Linked DNA regions of Bicyclus anynana: region 1 is linked to region 2. The links are chromatin contacts, called in public Hi-C maps. All regions are on one chromosome and are shown on one strand. The core of a region is the stretch at or near the end of the contact, and the rest is flanking DNA. Distances in the headings are between cores, read along the strand shown. Region 1 overlaps LOC112048131 (PH and SEC7 domain-containing protein). Region 2 holds the start of LOC112048131 (PH and SEC7 domain-containing protein).

Region 1 (6,506 bases), core at 3,567-6,066, 44 kb after region 2:
CCAATTCGCGTTTTTGTTTCGCATTAAATGTGACAATATATTACTTTAAAAAAATATTAAGAACGATTGAGATTAAGCACTTGAATGTGAATAGTAAAGATCAGTCATTCACCCATCCAGTTATCGTCGTGTTATCAATAGTGCCGACGTTGCTTAACCAGTGCACTCGACTGATTTCCCCTGTCGAAACTAGGCCGTACCAACCTTTATTTACAACAATAACGAAATGACGAGAATGCCGTGTGCAACACATGCATCTGTAAACGTAACTATTCTACACATTGCTTGTAAAACGATGCTACATAGTACTTATATACTTAAAGTGACTCATATTTTTGTGTTATGACTGTCTGTCTATGTGCCGTTTTTATGTCGATACTAGCGGACACCTGCGACTTTGTCTGCGAATAAATAGTGTAAGCTTTCATGCCCGTTTATTTATCATTTTATTTAAATTACTTTTGTAATTTAAAAATTTAAATTACAATCATGGTTTATGTACAATTTTTTATAACTGTACTAACTAACTTTAATGACTTTAAAAATGAAGGACAAATTTTCAACCCCTATTTCACTCCCTTCTATTTTTATTTTATGGTCAAAAGTAGCCTATGTTTTGCTCCAAGGTCCCATTTACTATTATACCAAAATTCACCTGGATCGGTTCAACCGTTTAGCTGTGAAAAGATAACAGACAGACCGACAGTTACTTCCGCATTTATAATATTAGTATGGATAGAATGCACTAAATGGTTATCAAAAAAAAAACATTTTATTTTATTTTACTTCTCATCAGAATATTTTTGAATATGTCATGATGGATTTAGAATGACTTCACTTTGTTACATTGCGTATGTTTGAATATTGCAATTAATAGATTTAGTTTAGATAATTTCAAATTAATGGGTGAGAGATAACTCTGTACGGGTATTGTAATGGGGATGATGACTAGGTTTTAATATATTGATTTTTATGATACATTCGGGTAAATAAGGTCAATGTTAACTAATTTATACATAAAAGGCAAAGATTATCTGGATATTTGCAAAATAAATAAAATTATAAAATTTCAAAATCTATCAAATTTTTTTTATCGTAATTAGATAAATATTCATACAGTTTTAGCTTCCTTACATTAAATGTGACATTTTTTAATATGTGAACTATAAACATAAACGCACAAATAACAAAGATATTAGTAATTTTGTTTGAACGCACATACAAATCTAACGATTATTACATTATCTACAACGTCATTAGTTCGTGCCATTTTGTATGGGGCGTTTTTCAGGGATCCGCGGCAGCGCCGCAAATCTGACTCTTTAAATCCCTGTAGCTCCGAAAGTAATGATCGTAGATACCCTGTTCCTTTTACAAAATTGCTTTACTATTAGCATACTCATAATTTATATACAATTTAAAAAACAGTCATCATCCCTATTGTATTTCGTACAAATTCAAAAATCTAATGCAAACAACTTGCTCAGTTTCAACAATGTTGTACCTAGTATATTCGAACAGTTTCGAGAAAATATCAAATCTAAGCTCGAGGCTGTTTAATATCCATTAAACTATTTATTAGCTATAACGTATGTTGAACTGTGACATTTGATACGAGCGTTGCGGTTGCCTGTAATAAAATTCGTATATCCCCGGTGGTTTGGTCGAGTTTACGAAATAAGCCGCGGCAAACAAGAGTGGCGATACAGCGAGCAAATTTATAACCAGCTCCCGGGATTCGACCTGGAATAACCCTACCCACTAATATATAATAATAATGTCCCGTCCCGTGTAGGCTGTGAAACTACTGGGTTGTTTGTACTGGGTGGTATTGATTATGATTTACTTATATAAAATACTTTTACTCTGTTATATACGAGTAACATTTATTGTTATTGATTTTTGTGCATACCCTACCTATCTACAGTAAGTAGTACTTGGCACTATCACCACGCAAGGCTCAGGGTAGTATGCTAGTTGCTCACCATCCGACAAGATCACATGCCTGCAGCGCTAACGGCTTGACTTCTGATAAAACTGATCGTGTATTAGTCGCGGGCGGCACGATATCATGCACCGTTAGCACTGCAGGCATGTGAGCTTATTGGATCCTTATTGGCTGACTCATCATCATCAAAAATCTCTGGCCAAAACACCCTTGCCGAACGGCCCTCTAAGCCGAGATCCGAGTCTCAAAGGAAACGCCCTTAAGAGAGTCGTTCCGCCCATCTACTCTGCTTCTGCCTTCGGACTCCATCAGACGATGTTTCTGCGCTCGCCCAAACCGGTTATGCCGCTGGGGCACAGCTGAGGTCCCATTAAGGAGCCTACGGCACTTACACAAACAGGAAAAAATACATTATCATCGTTTGCATATAGCCGAATATTTGAAGATGTTCTGTGGTACATTGCAACTGTGGTGCTGTGACTTGTAGTAGTGCTGACGTAGTAGTAGTAATAATATATTAAACAATATCTATGTAGGCTTCTTTTTTAATTTTTTGTCACATTGTCTGAAAAATCGTTATTACGACTACAATGTACAAATATCTACGTAAAGTTTTATTAAATAGTAGGTTAAATTCATCTTATCAATTAAACAAAAACTTATTTAAATATAGGTACCTACGTACCTTTAGCGCTAGCTCTTAGAGTATTACTATTTAAATAAAAAAATTAATAATTGTAAATGAAATAAAAATCTTTTTTGCGTCTATGGTGGTTTACAAGTATGTATCTACTCGTACTCGTACTTCAAGTTTTAATTATGGGTTACATTAATAAAACAAAATCTTATTTAAAGATAAAGATAAAGATAAATATACTTTATTTGCACACCACAAAGACAAAAACAAGTGAAATAAAAACAAATTAAGAAGAGATCAGCATACAAAAGGCGGCCTTATCGCTAAGTAGCGATTTCTTCCAGGCAACCTTCGGTTTAGGAAAACTTAACTATACTACTACGACTTAACTCGTCAAAGTGGTTTGCTGTGATGCATACAGTAACTTAGCTGAAGGCACAGGCAGGAACTGCGTTATCTTCGCCATTAACTTGGTCTTAATTAGTTTTGTTCGGAGTTAATCTCGAACTGATTAGATCTATATTTGAATGTACAGAGACAAAAGTTTTAGTTTCGAACTATGTTATATTGTTCGTGTTACTGTGTTAAATGTGATTTTATATAAAACCTATATCTTAATTGGTTTTATATTAGACATACTTACATACATATAATTTTTCAATATGACCAATCTTCTCATTTCAATATTAATAAGTACAAACAATTTTAAATTCTTTTATTACTAGGTATAAATGTCCGAAAATATCTCTTTTAATAAAACAAAGTAAGATTACTTTATAAAGTGAAGTTAAAATTGCGTATTTTATTTATTTACCCAAACACCAAAAATAGTGTCTGCTATTTTGTGAAGTCATAGCTACGAAATATATATACGTTGAACTAGAGGATGTCCGATTATTTTGCTCTAGGTCTATTTATTATTAATTTTAGATTCAACTCATTTTTTCTGAAATCTTGTTAAAAACAGAGATTAATACCGTACGTACAATATAAAGCCATTGGTAATACTTAACTAGGTATACTTTTGTTTTAAATATTAAAAATCATGGTTTAACTTGGCTAGTAAACAAAATTTGCTCGGCGTAATGGCAAAGATAGACCATCATATCGTACAGCGTTTTCAAACGTTTAGTCAAAAGTTCAAATCAGTTGAATAGTTTCAGAGCCTATTCAATGCAAACAAACAATCAAATCTTTCCTCTTCATAATATTAGTATAGATATAGACTATGTACCTATAGGAGTATAAAATGTTAACATAAAATAAAGCTGCCAGAGTTTATAACGCGCCGTAAGTGTAATTGCATAGGGTTTCAGAGTTAACATTGTTACAGTGTGAAGTGTGTGACGGCAAGGGCAACCAACGTTAGAGCATTTAGCACGCTGTCTGGGCCACTTGGGGTTTAGCTAGAATCAACAATTACGTTCCATAATGCTCCATTCATAATGGCGGAGTGTTTTATTGTTATACCACATTATATACTTGGTTGTCATCAATTAGTGTATCCTACCTTATGTTTATCTGCCGCGTTAGAGTAAATAAATAATCCCCTTTTCGGCTCCCCATCTACCACGAATATAATAAGGTAACTGCTTCGTGGATCCAGTGATTAGACTGCGGGTTTGAGTCCTTAGTAAGAATAAATGTTGAGTTTTTCTTTCCAAAAAGTCCAGTAAAAATTCTCAGCCCGGAGTGGGAAAGTTGGTGGTTCTATACAGCGGTGCATCGGAGAGCACTTTCAACAGTTGGAAACGGTCATTATCATTAATATCTGATAGCGATTGTTACAATGTTACCCCAAGCCCGCTCGTTGGACTATTGTCGTAAGGTCGCCATTGACGGTCAATTATTCTCACGTTTCTGAAAAGCAAACGGTAGTACCTACGTGGCTTACTATACAAGTCATGTACGCAGTGACCAACACACGATCAATTATAGTCGTGGGTGCTACAGAAACGTGAGAATAATTGACCGTTTGAGGCTAGTATTACCCACTCGTAAAACAGTCTTTGCGATAAATAGAAGGACACTGGAAATACCTATTGTTCAAATAAAAAAAAATGAAAATTAATTAAATAAATAATCCGCAATCAAGTAGCGTGGTGGGTGGGTTTAAACTCTATATCCCGCGTCTTATAAGGACAGATGCCTTGCCCTGTAGTGGCCCGTGCCGTGAAAATGGTGTTGATGAGTAACTAATGTATTACGTCGGTTGCAGACCCACAGATCAAAGCGAACGTGAGGCGGTATCTGTCGGCCGCGACAGAGCGCCGCTCTAGCGCGCCGCACCCGCAACGCACCAAACACGAAAAGTGAGTATCCTTCAATACAGGGTGATTCGGTCTTTAGTGCGGATATTTTTTTTCGTGGTTCTGTATCATTAATAGAATATAAATCTACAAACAGTTCGATACATTTTATGTATTTTTTTTTTAATTTATGTCTCTAAAATAACAAAATAATGTACATATTATTACTAAACAAGATATATTCAGCTTAAAAGTGATCTGGTGACGTCCTTTAGGTATCAAACGAAAATAAAATAAACGCACAATTGAGTGACCCTAAAATTCTGTTCAAAAGTAAATAACTTTAGCTAACGATGATTTTGTTATTTTTGAGTTAAAAAAAAAAAGAAAAAATACGTGATCATTAAATTTTGTTTATGTACAAAATATAAAAATATCCGCACTAAAAAAATTTTCTTCCTGTATATACTTCTATATACTAATAATATAAAGTGCTGGAAGGGCGAGCCCGCACTAGAAAGCGCAGTGTTGGTCGACCCCCACCAGGTGGACTGACGACATCAAGCGAGTCACAGGGATTCACTGGATGCAGGTGGCTCAGTATCGTGATGTTTGGAAATCCTTACAAAAGGCCTTTGTCCTGTAGTGGACGTCCATCGGCTGAGTTAAAGCGCAGATGTCAGCCACACATAACACAATTTTAACGTCCAGTCTGCAGCGTGCTTAAGGTACTCTTATGTGGACAGTGAAAAACATATCGAAATTTTACCTACCTATAACCATATTTCGATATTGCCCGGGATTATGTTATCCGGGACTGTTCCCTGGTTTACCAATACTATGGTCACCCTACTTAGACGCCATTCAATTATCTCGCTGACATTCAGAAATACTCCGACTCAATAAAGATATCGTCGGTCATTGAGAGGTAATGAATGAAGTTCACTTTTATTTTTAACTTTTGCCGTAATAACTCCGAACTGAATGTAGTTATTTTTATACTTACGTGCACTTAACGTAAATCTTTATTTGGTTTGTTTATTCTAAATTTTAAAATATTTTATATAAAGTTTACCCCTACTTGAAGTGCTTTTGAAATTTTGTCTATGTCGCATGATTTCCAAGAGCCACTTCATTATATTTTACAATACGCTATTCGGTACATTGCCAGGTTAGCAATTTTTCTTATATATAGATTTTTTTGTTTCGCTATTAATTACATTTGTGGGAGCATCGAAGTGCCCATACCAAGACGAACATGGCAGCGGCAATGGCAGGGCACTACCAACCTTTTCTCAAAGCGTTTCGTCGTATTTGTGTACCCTTATAAATCCGGTCTGGATGCTGCTAGAAAGTACAATTTTTCAAAATATTATTTAACTAAAATTAAAATAAAAATGGTTAATGGGGAGATCCTTAAACATTTCAACGTTCTAAATAATTTATAAATAGGTTCACTTTTTGTTGAGTTCACGTTTAATTTTGTAAGTACGATTTATTTTTACACTCATCATTCCCTTGGAATGTTATATTTAGAGCCGCCTTATTTGGGATGTAATAGTCAACCAAACCCCCCAAACTTTGACAGCTGATATCCGAAGGCGATAACCGATCGCCGCCATATGTGTCGCAGACGGTCACCCTCACCCTCTTCCGCGTAGCTAGGGTTGTC
Region 2 (6,612 bases), core at 3,633-6,132:
AGCAATTTTAAAATCACAACTTACATCAAACATTCTTTATTACAAATATTATTTATATTTTTACTCAAGTATAAAATCACTGAATTGGCCAATCAGCCACCACCATTTTTGTTAAAATAAATGATTGGTTGGTATACACGTCTTTATCATAACGCTACATTAAGAAAAAGATAGAACTATTTATTGATAACATTTCAGTATAACTTTTTGGAAAAATACAAAGTTTAATAGAATGTTACTTTTAAAATTCATTACAAATCCAAATGGCCTTGTGTCTATTGCTTGTCTATCTGTTACTTGTTGGTGTGGTTACTTGTTTTCCTTATGTTTAACAACAACTGGACCGGTGTTGTCTCCTGTAGCCTTGTTGTGAGCCCCATGAGCGCCATCGCAGTACGGCCACTGAAGTAACAGAAAACATTTTTATAGGTACTTAAGGAATATTAGTTCCAAACATCAACATTAACAACACATATTTGGCCCACTTTTGGGCACGAGTCTCCTCTTAAATTGAGAGGATTTAGGCTAATAGTCTACTACACTGGGCCTATGCGGATTGGCAGATTTCACACATAGAGAAATAAACAGTATATTCAGGTATGCAGATTTTTTCATGATGTTTTTCTTTTTTCCTTCCCCGTTTGAGACATGTGATATTTAATTTCTTAAAATGCACATAACTGAAAACTGATGCATGGCCCAGACGGATTTGAATCTTCACCCTAGGCTATTACACCTCTCCAATATCTATTAATCATTCAAATACATAGAACAACATACCATTGATTGAGACTGGACATCAGTTATAAAATAATTTAAAGGTAGGTATTCTCCACCATTCTAGTGTTTGTATTTGTTACAGATTGATTAGTGAATTAAGTTGTCCTGACAAATATTATGTATCAGAACCTATGTTCAACATTGAATTTATTATTTTTTTAATTTACTTCTGAGTTTATTTACTAAAAAATTAATTTATATTATATATTTGCAATAAAACATTCTCAATATGACTTTGCATACAACAAACTCCATTGCAATTAAAACAAATACAAGTACATTCATATTAATATTCTACACATCTGCTATGAGTATGCTGATAACAATGTATGTCACAGCATTAACTAGATCTTATGATAACAACATAATAAAAATGGTCGTAAACTTTGCGAGGCTGTTTGTGTTATAATGCTACTGACTGTAAATATTGCTGGAATTATTTTAATGAAACTTTACGACAATACAGCTTATAAATTAAACTAGATAACTGGCAGACTGTTATTTTTATAACAGGAAATTTATAATTAATATAATTAATTATCATCATAATTTGTAGGTCTCTATCAGTCTGTATAATCCTGGTATATTTATAGTATTGAAGTAGTCTTTATAATAGTAGGGGAGCCGAAGAGGGGGTTTTTGCAGTTACTTGAGCGCTGCAGATGAACATATGGGAGTATACCTTGCACATTGTTGATTACCTCCACCAAGTAGGAGCACTTAATATTAGTAGGTTTGTAGCTTAAAAAGTATATAACCTTTTATTCTTCCTATGATTTAATCTACCAAATGCAATGACGCTTTAGTAACTGCAAATTTAGCATCCCGGTCTCCCCTACTATAATGTGATACTTACATTTTTACTCCTCCAACATCTGCACAATGAAACCTTCTCAGTGATGTCCTCAATGTCAATGAAGTCTACAACTTTATTGATGTCCTTTCTGATGCCAGGGTTCACCTGTCCATTGCCAGCTTCGTTGGCTTTCTTGATTGTGATATAAGAGTAATATGATATGACACCAATAGCCACAGTTGGAGGGACTAGGGCTAACCAATCGCGGACTGAAAATTAAATAATAAAATAAAATTACTTAATCTTCTTTTTTAAGTGACATTATATTTTTTAGGTGATTTGTAATAGATTTTTACTATTAGAAATAATAAGGTTAATTATATATTCCACCAGCTTTTTTATTGAATAGAAGAAAAACTTGTGAAAGTTCATTATGATAATTACTATTATCAGCATAAAACCGACGAGCCCAAGTTACACTGTTAAAAGTAAAACAGAAAATCCTTTTTGCACATTCCACCCTTCTCTCTAAAACCTGAGCATCATCAAGTATTTTTTCCCTTCTCTCCAAAACCTGAGCATCATCAAGAGATTATTGACTGTACAAGATTCTGTTGCAAAGTGTTGCTCTCAACTTGAGCCTCATACTATATAAATTTTCAATAAAATTGATATTGCCCTTATCTAATCAATAGTGAAATAACTGAACAAAAACCTAATAATCTAATTGATTAATTCACTTATTTAATCAATAAAAGCTTATTATGTTTTCTTTCGAGAAGAGTTTGTATTGAATTTATTACATGCTAGATCAACAATAGTTTCAACATTGCAACTCACCATAGAGACATTTTGTTTTTGTCTGTATAAAAGCATAAAACTAAATAAACAAACAACATGAACTAATATAGTTTGCAGTATTTTCACTTACTTAAGTTTAATTGCTTGAGAAGAGAATAAGCTAGATTGTAATTAATTTTATAAAAAATAAAGAATTTAAATGTACTTAAAACTTATTCTCAATATAAGCCATATTCCTCATTTAATGTTTTAATTGATAAGAGTTTTGCAAACATAGCATGCAATCAAATATTTATAAATGCAGCATTGTTACTGAGTAACAGTAAGATTGTAACACCATGGTTACTTGAAAGTATGTCAATGGCCTTGATACTTCTGTGTAATTTTTTTATGATTTAATAGAGGTATTGTAACCAAGTGACATAACATGTAACAAACATTTATTTTAACTAATTAATCCAATTGATAAAAGCTTGTAAGTAGATACAAAACATTTTTAATAAATGACAATAACCTAATTCTAATTACTAATAAGAAGTAACATAAGCATTTAATTTCTTATTATAAACACGTCTTAAATAAATCTGTAAAGCGCAAAGCAAACAGCTAAACAAACTTTTAAAATATGTGTAACAAAACTATATACATAAGCGTGTTAGTAATTATCGAGTGAATAAGGAAAATCTATAGAAAACTCACATCCCAGTCTGAACCAGCCTCCGAAAGAATCCGGGATTGGTAAGCTCGCTAAATAATTTGGGATGGTAACTTTTACAATGTTTGACACGAAATACATTTTTTACAATGAAATTTAAAAACACACGAGTTATACAACAAGACGGCTATATAATAACGTGAAACTTGAAATCTATAATCTTGAAAATAAAATCAAGCACCTGCTGCACAAATTAATTTTGGTTTTAGTTGTGACACTGGCATGTTACATTGACAAATGACAATTGACAGTTGGACATATTGTCGGTTGACAGCTGACGAAGTGACATTGACATAATAATTTTATTTGTCAGTCGGTCCTAAAGCGGAGTATAGACTTCGTAGTTTTTTTTTTTAATGGAGTGATCGTCATCATTATCATCATCAGCATGGCACTATCGAGGCTGGTTCAAAAGAACATACAAGAAACATAAGCTGAACTAATCATAATAGCTCAACAAACCAAGTGGAATGGTGGCAAAAATACTGGCTGCATAGTGCATTTTATAATTGCACAGCTAGGCTGATCCTTTACACAAAAAACATTTTTCAAGTTTTTATAGGTATTAAGACTTTGTTCACATTTTCAATGTACACACATTCACGTCAATTTACAGATTTCTAGTAGTAATAGTCTCTGCGCTAAACCGCGGACGGATGGGCGGACAGATGGACATGACGAAACTATAACGGTTCATTTTGGATCCTCTGTTATCAGTTGAGGCAACTAACCGCGGTAAAATCATTCAGAGAATTTTTCGGTCTTGATTCCCTTGATTTCCCATATATGACACGAAGTCAATGTATCAATGCAAGTAGCTTTCCACGTTAACGCTACCCCATTTCCCAGGTGAACCAGCGTTATTTATTCATCAGGTATATTTTCATCATCCCAGCAGCTTTCCAGATGGCTCGATTAGCACTGGAATATTAATGGTGGCAAGTGCCCTTTTTAATAAATCGTTAATAAAAAGGGCACTCCGCACTTGCCATTTGGTAACTATGGAGTACTGTACCCGTAGGGTATTTTGGCATGGCCACCATCCAGAAATAGTCTACCGGTACTCAGAGTCTATGAATTCCTTTGTGCCAAGATTTTTAGATGGCAAAGCATGGACCCTGGAGATTGATCTATAGCTTTCTTCGTTATTGTGTCAACATCTGACCTTCAAACTTTAAATCACTGTGGCCTAAATTAGGAATGAAGATACTTAACACTACTTAATACTACGAGTATGCATAGAAGAAAAAAAACTTGAAAGAGCGACAATGGAGATTTTTCACGCCGATTCTATCCTATTTAACCGGTAAAGTAGCTTGGTTCCAAGATTTTTCCTAGTTTCACTATATATCAAAACAAAATTTTGTTCAAATAGAAAGGCACCAAATTGTTTACTCCCAAACGAATAATAAAGAAATGTTTATTCACACAAAGTGTACATTGTGCTTAAAATAAGCATAGACACCAGTGAGTCAGAATCTCCAAGCAATAGTATCCTCTGATAAGATTGATATAATTTCAGAACATCATGCATTTTTTTTAGATACCTATTATAAATATAATTTTTAAGAAAACGTACAATGTTCCCTGTTTGTGTTCACCATGAGCGTATCGGTCGGTCATTATTATATTTAAAATTATACGAATATGTTTTTTTTGTAAGTTTCCAAATAAAGTATCTGCGAATCTCGAATAAATTAGGTACTATAAATCCTCCGAGTCCAATAGTGACTCCGCCTCTGGCTGTGGCCTTCGGGCTCCGACTCTATTCCATAGCCAATTAAAATTTAAATATTATCTGTAGTTGTGTCTCCGTTTTGCTGGGTGCGTTTGATATCGTACGTTGTAATTATGAATCTTTTCATCGGTTTAATTGAGTAATATTCATTACGTTTGTAGTTATTAAAAGTTAATAAAGTGGTAGTAGTGAAATCCTTCTGAGGATATTAACCAATGCTGCTGTATACTGAATATGGCTGACGAAAGACTAGTGGTCCTGAATCGTTGTGACAACTTGGGATTTGGATTTTCTTTGCTCGGCGAAGCCGGTTTGCCACATATTATTTACGAAATCGAAGAAAATTCTCCTGCAGCTCGAAGTGGCGAGGTAAGATAGTATAAGTTATATACTTAGGCTTCACTTGGAAGCTACATTCGAAATTCCTTAATGTATTTAAACATAAACTGCTCAAATGAAACATAAGCTTTAGTTTATTTTTTTGCATTTCGGTCTTTATTGTGCTCAAAATATAATATAAAGCCCACTATGTGTATACCCATGCAGACTAAGTTAACATGTTGAGAGGGTGTGAACAAAATTGCATTGCCACTTTTTGTTAAACAGTAGGTAACAAACTGATATTTTCAATGACACATTCTTACCACTCAATTGTACATATATGTATTAGGTATGTACATCATAATGCTAAAAAATACATATCTTTATGCTACTGTTTTTTAATAACCGCCTACTAAATTAAATGTACAGTTGTTATTTTTAAACCAATTTAAAAGAGGAAGGTCTAAATCATCTGCATTTTTATAAATACCATATCTTGGAAAAAATATCAATGGTTTTTATTAAAAACATCATCATTAATCATCATTAACAACTCAGCTCACTATTGAGCATGTGTGTCCTCTCAGAATGAGAGGGGTTAGGTTAATAGAACACCACACTGGCCCAATATGGATTAGTATACTTTACACATCATAGAAAATTAACAAAACTCTCAGGTATGCAGGTTTCCTCACAATGTTTTCCTTCACTATTGACTCACTCATGAATTTTTTTAAATGCACATAACTGAATAGATGAATGCACAGACCAGATTTGTTCCTATGCCTTCCAATAGGCAGAGGTCATATCCACTAGACTATCATGGCTCACAACCTTATAGGTCTCCAATAATATTTGATTATCTTATGATTCTCTATTTACTCAAAAATCATTTCTCTGTCCATAAGTGACCTTGAGACTGTCCAACTAATACTGCCCTATACTGGAAATCAATGTTATGCAGATGCAGTTGCAGGTATTATATGAAAGATGAGAGTACTCCAGCTGTTTAAACCATGATGTGTCTGCTTGTGAATATTAATCAATAGGGTAGTTTCAAATCAAATCAATTTTTTTTAATTTTAAGTAGGCTTAGTTTACAAGCTCTTTGAAACCTCAACAGATAATCAGAAATTAATGAAAATGTAATGAATGTAAACCATAGTAAGTATGTATTTTTAAAGAGTAACTGCTGAGTTTATTGTTGGCTCTTCTTAGCAGATCCTGACTTGAAAGCTTGTGGTAGAGTCACTAGTCACTACAAACAGTCAAACGCGGACTGTTTGTAAATTGTACATTTTCAGAAGGCAGGTTCTGCTAAGTTTTCTTTATTTACTAACATTTTGATATAAACTGGTACATAAAATATAGTAGAGGTTTTAGCTGGGGACCTGTTACTATCACATTTATTGACGTGTATTACTTAATAGTTACTTACTTAGCAGATGTTTAATAAATATA

The links. A called contact is a pair of places that touch in the nucleus more often than the background predicts.
Region 1: a Hi-C map of whole larva shows a contact between it and region 2, with 2.5 times the contacts expected there. The contact joins the enhancer-like site here to the promoter of LOC112048131 in region 2. A contact is called at or near these places in 2 of 2 Hi-C or Micro-C datasets (whole body and whole larva).

The regions. Positions count from the first base shown.
Region 1 is chr12:5,718,700-5,725,205 of ilBicAnyn1.1, forward strand. It overlaps LOC112048131 (PH and SEC7 domain-containing protein), which reads left to right. Exons shown (of 19, transcript XM_024085529.2): 4 at 4,804-4,897. Among protein-coding and RNA genes, the nearest start is that of LOC112052022, 14 kb to the left of the region's middle. Within about 2 kb of position 4,817, at least 7 of the 8 cell types and tissues checked have open chromatin away from gene starts, as enhancers often do.
Region 2 is chr12:5,674,883-5,681,494 of ilBicAnyn1.1, forward strand. LOC112048131 (PH and SEC7 domain-containing protein) reads left to right here and starts at 4,883. Exons shown (of 19, transcript XM_024085529.2): 1 at 4,883-5,199. The coding sequence starts at 5,065. It overlaps LOC112048116 (CDGSH iron-sulfur domain-containing protein 2 homolog), which reads right to left and starts at 3,320. Exons shown (of 3, transcript XM_024085497.2): 1 at 3,077-3,320; 2 at 1,637-1,845; 3 at 1-402. The coding sequence starts at 3,173. The coding sequence ends at 310.